2 separate regions of the Zea mays genome follow, and region 2 is linked to region 1. The links are chromatin contacts, called in public Hi-C maps. All regions are on one chromosome and are shown on one strand. Each heading gives the region's core, a stretch centred on a gene start, on an enhancer-like site or on the middle of the called end of the contact. The rest is flanking DNA. Distances are from core to core; before and after follow the strand shown. Region 1 holds the start of LOC100192833. Region 2 holds the start of LOC100194072.

Region 1 (4,238 bases), core at 1,259-3,758:
CTCTGGGACTCGACCTTGCGCTGGTGGAGCTCTTCGGATCTGGCGTACTTCTCAAATAGCTGATACAGCTCTTAGAGGTTCTTGGGTGGATCTCTGATGCAGTGGCTGTAAAGGACGCCAGCCCAAAGGCCACTGATGGCATAATGAATGGCTATTTGGTCATCGACCGAAGGCAGTTGTGACTTGAGGGTCAGGAACTTGCGGTAGTACTCCCGCAGAGTCTCTCTTTTCCAGCTGCTTGCAGAGTGACAGTTCGGCCAACGCGTCGGTGTCTGGACGGTACCCTTGGAAGTTGAGCAGAAATTTGTCCCGGAGACTTCTCCAGGAGTCGATGGACAGCGGGGGCAATCTGGTGTACCAAGTGAGAGCCTGGTCTTCGAGGGCGATGATGAATGACTTGGCCATCGTAGCGTCGTCCCCTCCGGCTGATGCAACAGCGACTTGATAGCTCATGATATACTGTGCCGGGTCAGTGCTACCGTTGTACTTGGGGTAGGTCCCTGCCCTGAAATTGGCGGGCAATGGTGACACTTGCAGCTGCGGCGCCAGGGGGCTTCGCTCGTCAAGGTAATTGATGCCTTGGAAAGCTGCGGCGTGCGGGATGAAGGGCCCGTGGTGAGGGACGAATAGGTCTTCGACCGGCGCGCGCTGCTGGAGGGGCGGGCTGTGCTGCTGCAGATCGTGTTGGCCTTCGCGCTGCAGGAGCGCAATCTCTTGCTCAAGCTCCTGGGCCCTCTGCTCTTCATCTTGTATCATTTGGCGCAACTTGGCCTGCACAGTGACGCGTTGCCGTTTGGCCTCGAGGATTTCCTTCTGCTTCTGAAGATTGCGGTTTCTGAGGCGCAGGGCTCGTAGCTGTAGCTGCTCTTCTGCGGAGACGCTGAGGACTTCGCCGTCCTCTGCTGCGTCCTCGCCCGCTGGTGGTGCGAAGCCTGGGGGTGGCACTTGTGGCTGCCCTTCGGAGCTGCAGGTGCGAAGGGTGCCTTCTGGAGTGTGTTGGTCATTGCGCTGTCTCTTGCTGTGTGCTTCATCTTCACCAGCTCCTTGGTGGGTGTTGTCGGCGAGGGCCTTGCCCTTTTTCTTAGCTAGCAGGGCTGCCTTCGCTGCTTCGTCGACGGATGGGGCTGCCTTCGAGTTAGCTCTTTTGGGTGCCATCGCGGGTGATTTTTCGTAGCACGAACGGTGGGCACCAATGTTGGAACTCGCGTTCTCGGACAGGTTGTTTCCAACAGGGGGTTGAGTGAGGCGGGAACACGGTTTGATTGGAGGCAACAATTGCTTTGTTAATCTAGCCCCTCAAGGGCACTGTACGGGGGTATTTATAGGCGCCTGAGCGCCCAGCGTCTCGGTTTAAGGACACATGTGCTCTCAAGCGCCTAGGTCATCCCCGGAATATTCTCATAAAGCGGGGTTACAGACCGTCATTACATAAAAGCGTTTACAAATCGGGCCCGTAATACAACCGGCCGCGCGGGGCCTGTTACAATGGGCCGAATTCCACGTGGGCCTTCGTGTTCGACGAAGGGTGGGAGGTGCCAGTCGTTTTGCCTCCGTTGAGGCAACGAGACCGGCGAAGGCTTCGAGCGAGGGGTTGATGTAGCGAGACTGGCGAAGGCTTCGAGCGAGGGGTAGTGTCTTCGCCTTCGCCCTAACAGTAAACAACAACATCAATTAGTCAAATCAAAAAATATTATGCAGAGAGCGAAGACAATCAATAAAAAATCTTGAGATTTTTTTGGTGGATAATTTACGTGGGTATTGTTGTGACCCGTTGCAACCCACGACCAACTGACTAATTTACTTTTATGTTAATCATCCGATTTACTCTGTTCTAATTGTTTTACCTTCACAATAATATCGTGCATACTCTAAAAATATTATGTCACGACACATATTTTATGTGTTTAATTAATTGTTAGTTTGTCCATCAATTTTAATTAATTGCTAGTTTGTCCATCGGTTTTATGGCCACCAGCTTCTATGTGCACACGCTAAGAACAATGATGGTAGATCGACATCGATCTTAGCACCATGTCATAGTATAATAATGTCTATTATTTGCGACGTGGTATCTCAGACGTATGACCTATTACATCAAGCCGTATAACCTTAGTAACGTATTTTATGGCCACCAGGGTCAAACACGATAATAACAGATTACAGATCTGAACCTGATTTTTATTTAAGGCTATTTTAGCTATTTCATATTTTCAAGAAAAAATAGTTTATTTTTTTAGAAAAATAAGAATGACTAAAAATAGAGTTGTGAAACTAGACTATAGAAAAGGCTAAAAAACAAAAAAAAGGACGAATATACTGCCGCCCGAAATAGTACATACGTATTTCCGCTGCGCATCTCAGACTCTCGGTTACGTAATCTTTATAAAAAACTCCTAACAAATCATAGTTGTATCTATGGTTAGATCGTAATCTAATGAACCAGATCTTTTGTTTGCACGCTTTCAAATAAGCACTGCATAGCAGTCGTTGCCGTCGGTCCCGCCACACACCCCCATGCCGCTTCTCCACCTCTCGCTCCCGTCGCACCGCCTCCTCGTCGGCGGCCGAGGTCGGCTGTTCTTCCCGTCGTCTCCCCGTCGTATCTGCCTATCTGTCAGGTGAACCAACTCACAGTCACGACCCTCCGGGCACCCTAACCCTACCCAACAGCGTGTGCGCGAGTTCTTTTATTCCCGCCGCCGCCGCCTCTTTTCTCACTAGGCACTAGTGCTTGTTCGTGGATAGGGCGGCTGGGGATGCGGCGGTGTCAGTTGCGGCGGGGGCTTACGGACTCCCCTTCCGGCCGGAGGGAGCCGCTCACCACCGCGAGCTCTCCGCGGCAGTGGCCGTCGTCGAGCGCGCCTGCTGCCTCTGCGTTGACGTGAGTCGACCTCATCTTCCCTCCTACTGATTTAATTGTCTGGTGAGATTTGAGCATTTTAAAGATACTTACGGAGGATTAATTCCGGTTTGGTGGGATCACTTGGTGTTGGCAGTGATGTCTCACGCGTAGAATTTGTGGCTGGGACAGAAAATTATATAAACGACCAACTAGTTTGCATAAGGATAGATCTTTAGGGGAAAACGGTGTAGTAATTTCTGGAGCACCAGGTTATCAATTCTAAGCAGTGTTTTCAGCCCTAAACTGATTTGTTGCAAAAGATTCACTCTTCAGGGAAATGTGACTGTGCAAAGTTTTTCACTCCCATAATTATATAATTAAGACCAATCACATATGGTCGGGTCTATTTAAACTAAAACAATCCTACCAATGATTGTGATCCTGGTAGCATTGATTTTCCACACCTGCAAGCTTCAGCAAAACCATTCCTTCATTCCAAATTATAACAAGTTTTGGCTTTTCTAGATACATTGATTTTATTATGTATCTAGACATGTTGTATATCTAAGTGTATAACAAAAATTATTAATCTAGAAAAGCCAAAACGTCTTGTAATTTGGAACGGAGGGACTACTTACTATTGTCTAAGATACAATTTCAGTTTGTGTTTGCCATATAAGTAGCTTGCATTGTACCTTAATCAACATGAGCTGTTATGTAATCAGTGTGAAACAAAATAAATTAAAATGATTCTGCACTTAGTAGTTCATGGACTTACTAGAGATGTTGAAAAGCAATTGACCTTTACATAACTAGAGACATTCCATTTTTCTCCCTTTTTTATTGAATAACGCAAGTCTGTTGCATGACATTTCATTAAGAAGGGAAAGTACATAGAGGAGAAGGATGGTGGGGGGTTGGAAATCCCTCCCAGCACATACAACCCGGATCAACTCCATTTTTTTTCTCTTGGACTAGATTGGTAAATAACCTTAGCAGAAATAAATGCATGGTAAAGGAAACCCAAACCAGTACGGACAAGTGTACAAAATAGTTATCACTTATAAAAAATAATTACAGAGGTATAAATCACATGGTGTGGAATGCATTTGTAAAAAAATGTTCATCTGTCATTTTTCATTTAACATTCAAAATGACCAGAAAATGGACTTGAATTGATCTAGCATGGATTCAAGATATTACTGACGTGTGATGATAAAAATTCCAGGCCAGGATATTCTTCCCTCCGTAGTTCACTTCAAAATAAAATTGATGTGTGACGGGCAAATTAGGGTTCAAAGTTCGATGGGATTAGTTTTTTATTCTTTTTTCTTGAATACGCAGGAGGAATTGTTTTTTATGCTGAGCAGCAGATCTGTGTTGTGTCAGTATGTAA
Region 2 (4,266 bases), core at 987-3,486, 270 kb before region 1:
GTATTGATAATGGGGTAGAATCTGAAATGTTCTTGCATCAGCGTTGTGCATGTCATATAATCAATTTGATAGTTAAAGAGGCCCTAGATGCTCTTAAGAATTTGATTGAAACATTTAGAACTGCAATATCTTTTTTAAACTCCTCTAATCAGAGAATTGCTGCATATAAAAGTTATTGCATTGCTACTAATATTAGGCCTAGAAAATTCCAGTTGGACATGGAGGTTAGGTGGAACTCTACATATCTCATGCTTAAGCATTTGTTTCCTCATAAGATACCTTTCACTACTTTCATGCATGCAAACTATCCTAGGGCTGAAGGTGATCAATTTATTTTAACTGATGAACATTGGGTTGTTGGAGAGAAAGTACTTAAATTTCTTGAGCTATTTTATGATTCTACAGTTGCATTGTCTGGTGTTTATTATCCCACATCTCCACTTATGCTTCATTTTCTTGTTAAGATTGCTATACATCTAAAGAACTATGCTAATGACACTCACATCAGAGGTGTCATTCAACCTATGATAGATAAATATAATAAATATTGGAGGAACATCCCTTTACTTTACTCTTTTGCATTCATCTTGGACCCTAGAGCTAAAATGAAAGGTTTTAGTAGAGTGCTTAGAAGATTAATGAACCTGACAAGTACAGATTATGCTGTTTATCAGGTTACCACTAGAGCTAAGCTTACTGATGTTTATAATAAATATGAAGAGAAATATGGATCTGTTAGATTGAACAGGGTTGTCCCTCCTAACTTGTCTGGTAAGAAACGGTCTGCTTGGGATGAAATTTATGATGATGCTGATGATGTGGGTACTTCTGTTGGTATGCATTCTTTTGCTTCTACTCTAAACATTGCTAGAGATACCTCTGCAACTGCTCTACTGCATGCTGCAAGCTCTTCAGCTTCTACTGCTTCTGAACTCATTTCTTACTTAGATTGTGACACTGTCAACCAATTAACTGATGATTTCAATATCTTGCACTGGTGGCATCAGCACAAACTCACTTATCCAGTACTGTCAATTATGGCTAAAGATATTTTAACTGTTCCTGTGTCTACCATCTCTTCAGAATCCACTTTTAGTTTAACTGGCAGGATCATCGACGAGCGGAGGAGGAGATTGAAGTCTGATGTGGTTGAGATGTTGACATGCATTAAAGATTGGGAGGATGCTCAAGCAAGGATGCAACACATGGTGGATGACAAAGAGCTTGAAGAAACATTTGAAGATCTTTATCTTGATTAGTCTTACTCTCTTTCTGACCATTTCTGTAATGGGACTGTAATATTATGCACCTGGACACTGGACTGGACTGTAAACATTTGAAAAACATTTTAATGAGCTGGGCTGTACTCTTTTTTCCTGTCTAGGGTTTCTCACAAGGGTGAGTTTTACCTAGACAGGTTTTTAACGAGGCAACCATTGCACTACAGCTCATAAAATTGTTGTTTGATTAGTCTCTTACTCTCTTTGTGAATGCTGTTTGAATACTGTTTGAATCTGTTATTAACTATGAAATCTGTTACTCAGTTATGCTGTTTGAATGCTGCTGCTGGTTTTTCTACTCGTAGTGCCCGTGCTGGCACTAGCACTGGCGTGCTGGCGTGCCTGTTGGCACGGCACGACACGGTTAAGCACTGGTAGTGCCGTGCCTGGGCCGAGGGCCCAGCACGCTGGCACTAATAGGCACGGCACGGATCTTCTACCGTGCCTAACCGTGCCGTGTCCTTTCGTGCCGTGCCTAGCCGTGCTAGTGCCAGTGCCGTGCCGTGCGGCCCGGTTGGCCATCTATAAAGCAAAGCATCATCATGCATCGTGAAAGCAAAAGGCGTGCTCCTCCTCTTTACATTTGGTAAAGAACACGACCACAAAATGTATACTAGTAGCAGTCATGGAGTATATTGCATCTCAGATCGCACTGAACCAGTGGAAACTAAATGTAGCAAAAGTCAGCAGCAGGAAAAGATAGATGAAAAAAAAACAAAGAGGGCTGCCTGGAGGTTAGGCGTGGGCGCGTAACACACACATGGCAGCTAGCCGGCGACGATCCAAGAGCGGGTGCGTGGCGACAGGCTGGTACCCTGTTGCCGTCGCCTCCGCCATGTTACGTTCCACCACCTCTCCTCTCCACTCCACCCACCCAACAGCTGCCCCCACCAATCACATCACACCCAGACACCTCCTACTTATCTTGCGCGCCAAGGGCCAGCGCGCGAGCGACCTCACTTGATCCGCTCCCTTCGCCGCGACGACGTTCCTACGCAGCTGCGGTCGACGCGCGCACGGCAGCTCGCTCGCTAGCTGATCACGACAGCTCGCTCGGCTCGACCGAATGGCGCCGCGGCTGCTGGCGTGCTTCGGGCGCGGCGTCGCGGCGGCGCCGGACGACGCGACTGGCGAGGGCCAGCTGGAGGCGCCCCCCGCTGGCCCGGTGCTGGTGGAGCTGTTCGGGTCGCAGGGGTGCGGGGCGTCGCCCGAGGCGGACGCCGTGGCGGCGCGGCTGGCGCAGGACTCCGGGTCCGGGGACGGCGCCGTCGTGGTGCTGGCGTTCCACGTCGACTACTGGGACTACCGCGGGTGGAAGGACCCCTTCGCGTCCAGCGCCTGGACCGTGCGCCAGAAGGCCTACGTGGAGGCGCTCCGCCTCGACACGCTCTTCACGCCGCAGGTCGTCCTGCAGGGCCGCGCGCACTGCGTCGGCACCGACCAGGACGCGCTCGCGCTGGCCGTCCGCGACGCCCCGCGCTACCCCGCGCCCGCCATCAAGGTACGTACGTACGTATGCTGCGTAAAATTGCATACTTCTTGCACAAACTGTTTAGCTAACTGCTCTGCAAATTTAAGAACCAAGACAAAAAAAAAACCCTGGATATTCCAAATGCTGTTGCTGTAGAGCGTCTCATGATCGCCACTACTATGCTTACGCTGGATCGGCAACCAACAGCGATTCAGATCTGCCGTAACCGGATCGCCCGTAGACGCTGGGGGCCTGGGGTGTCACTGTCACTGTAGACTGATGAGCGTGATTGCGTGAAGCCACGACCTGACCGGATCGGATGCGCGCGCGCAGGTCACGTTCCAGCGGCCGAGCCCCGCAACACTGCAGGCGTCGTTCACGGGCACCCTGCGCAGCCGCGTGGAGGGCCCAGGCGGCGCGAGCGTGCTGGTGGCGCTGTACGAGAGCGGGCTGGTGACCGACTGCGGGCGCGGCGAGAACAAGGGCAAGTCGCTGCTCAACGACCACGTGGTGCGCCGTCTCGAGAAGGTGGCCGCCGTGCGGGAGGGCGCCTCGCCGAAGAAGACCGTGTCGGGCACCGTCCAGTTCCCGCTCTGGGACGGCTTTCGCGCCACCAAGTGCGGCCTCGTGCTCTTCGTCCAGAACGCCGCGCTGCAGGTGCTCGGCGTCCAGCACTTCGACCTGCCTGACAACGTCTGAGCTCGTGACGCGGTGGGGCGCGCGCGCGTTCCGCGTTGGCTGCCTCCCTGCGGCGGGCGTCACATTCTTTGTATCACTGTATGTAGTACATCACTGGATGGTATTTAGATGGAAAACCTGAGTATTCTTTATCTCCACGTATGTTCTTGTTCTGCATTATGGCAATGGATCTTCTGTTTTGCACACTAAACTTATTGTGTGGTAAAGTGGCCGAGTGTTTGAGTGAGGGGGAGGTAAATGGTCTCTCTGGACTGTGATCTACATACCTTACCTAGAAAAGACACATCTGCCTCGAAGAAAATTGGTCCAAAAAGGCAGGAAATTCAAAGATGGAATTAGTTAATCAATAAAACGATTTTTTGGGGATAGTAAGAAACATAGGTTTCTTGCTGAAATTGGTTTGGAGGAATTGAAATTTACTTAATATAGTAGCCTATTTGGGTTGGAATTTGACATGCCATCACTTTTTAAAGTTCAAATATAAGATTATCTTAAATTTATAGGGTGGAGGGATGGAAATTGATTTTATGTAGGCTATATTTCTAATCTGCAATTTGTAACAAGCTCATCGACTCGCTCCTCTATAGTTAAAATATAGCACATAAATATCTCTCTTATATGGTCAACGGTAGTATATACATATATTCCGCATAGAACTATATTAGTTTAATTGATCTAGGTCTAAATTATGATTATTAGAATAAAATTTAATTTCAAAGATTCAAACGGGGCTAGAGAAAGACCTGATTTTTATTGTCTTGCCAGAATCAGAGAAAGGGAATGTTCCACAAGTTTCTTACAAGTTATAAGACCTTT

What was found. Hi-C and Micro-C count contacts between places; a contact is called where the count stands out from the background.
Region 2: a Hi-C map of leaf shows a contact between it and region 1, with 2.2 times the contacts expected there. The contact joins the promoter of LOC100194072 here to the promoter of LOC100192833 in region 1. A contact is called at or near these places in 5 of 25 Hi-C or Micro-C datasets (bundle sheath, ear, leaf and 1 more).

Annotation. Positions count from the first base shown.
Region 1 is chr7:166,221,450-166,225,687 of Zm-B73-REFERENCE-NAM-5.0, reverse strand. It overlaps LOC100192833, which reads left to right and starts at 2,508. Exons shown (of 9, transcript NM_001254768.2): 1 at 2,508-2,618; 2 at 2,746-2,881. The coding sequence starts at 2,515.
Region 2 is chr7:166,487,386-166,491,651 of Zm-B73-REFERENCE-NAM-5.0, reverse strand. It overlaps LOC100194072, which reads left to right and starts at 2,236. Exons shown (of 1, transcript NM_001139128.1): 1 at 2,236-3,637. The coding sequence starts at 2,347. The coding sequence ends at 2,907.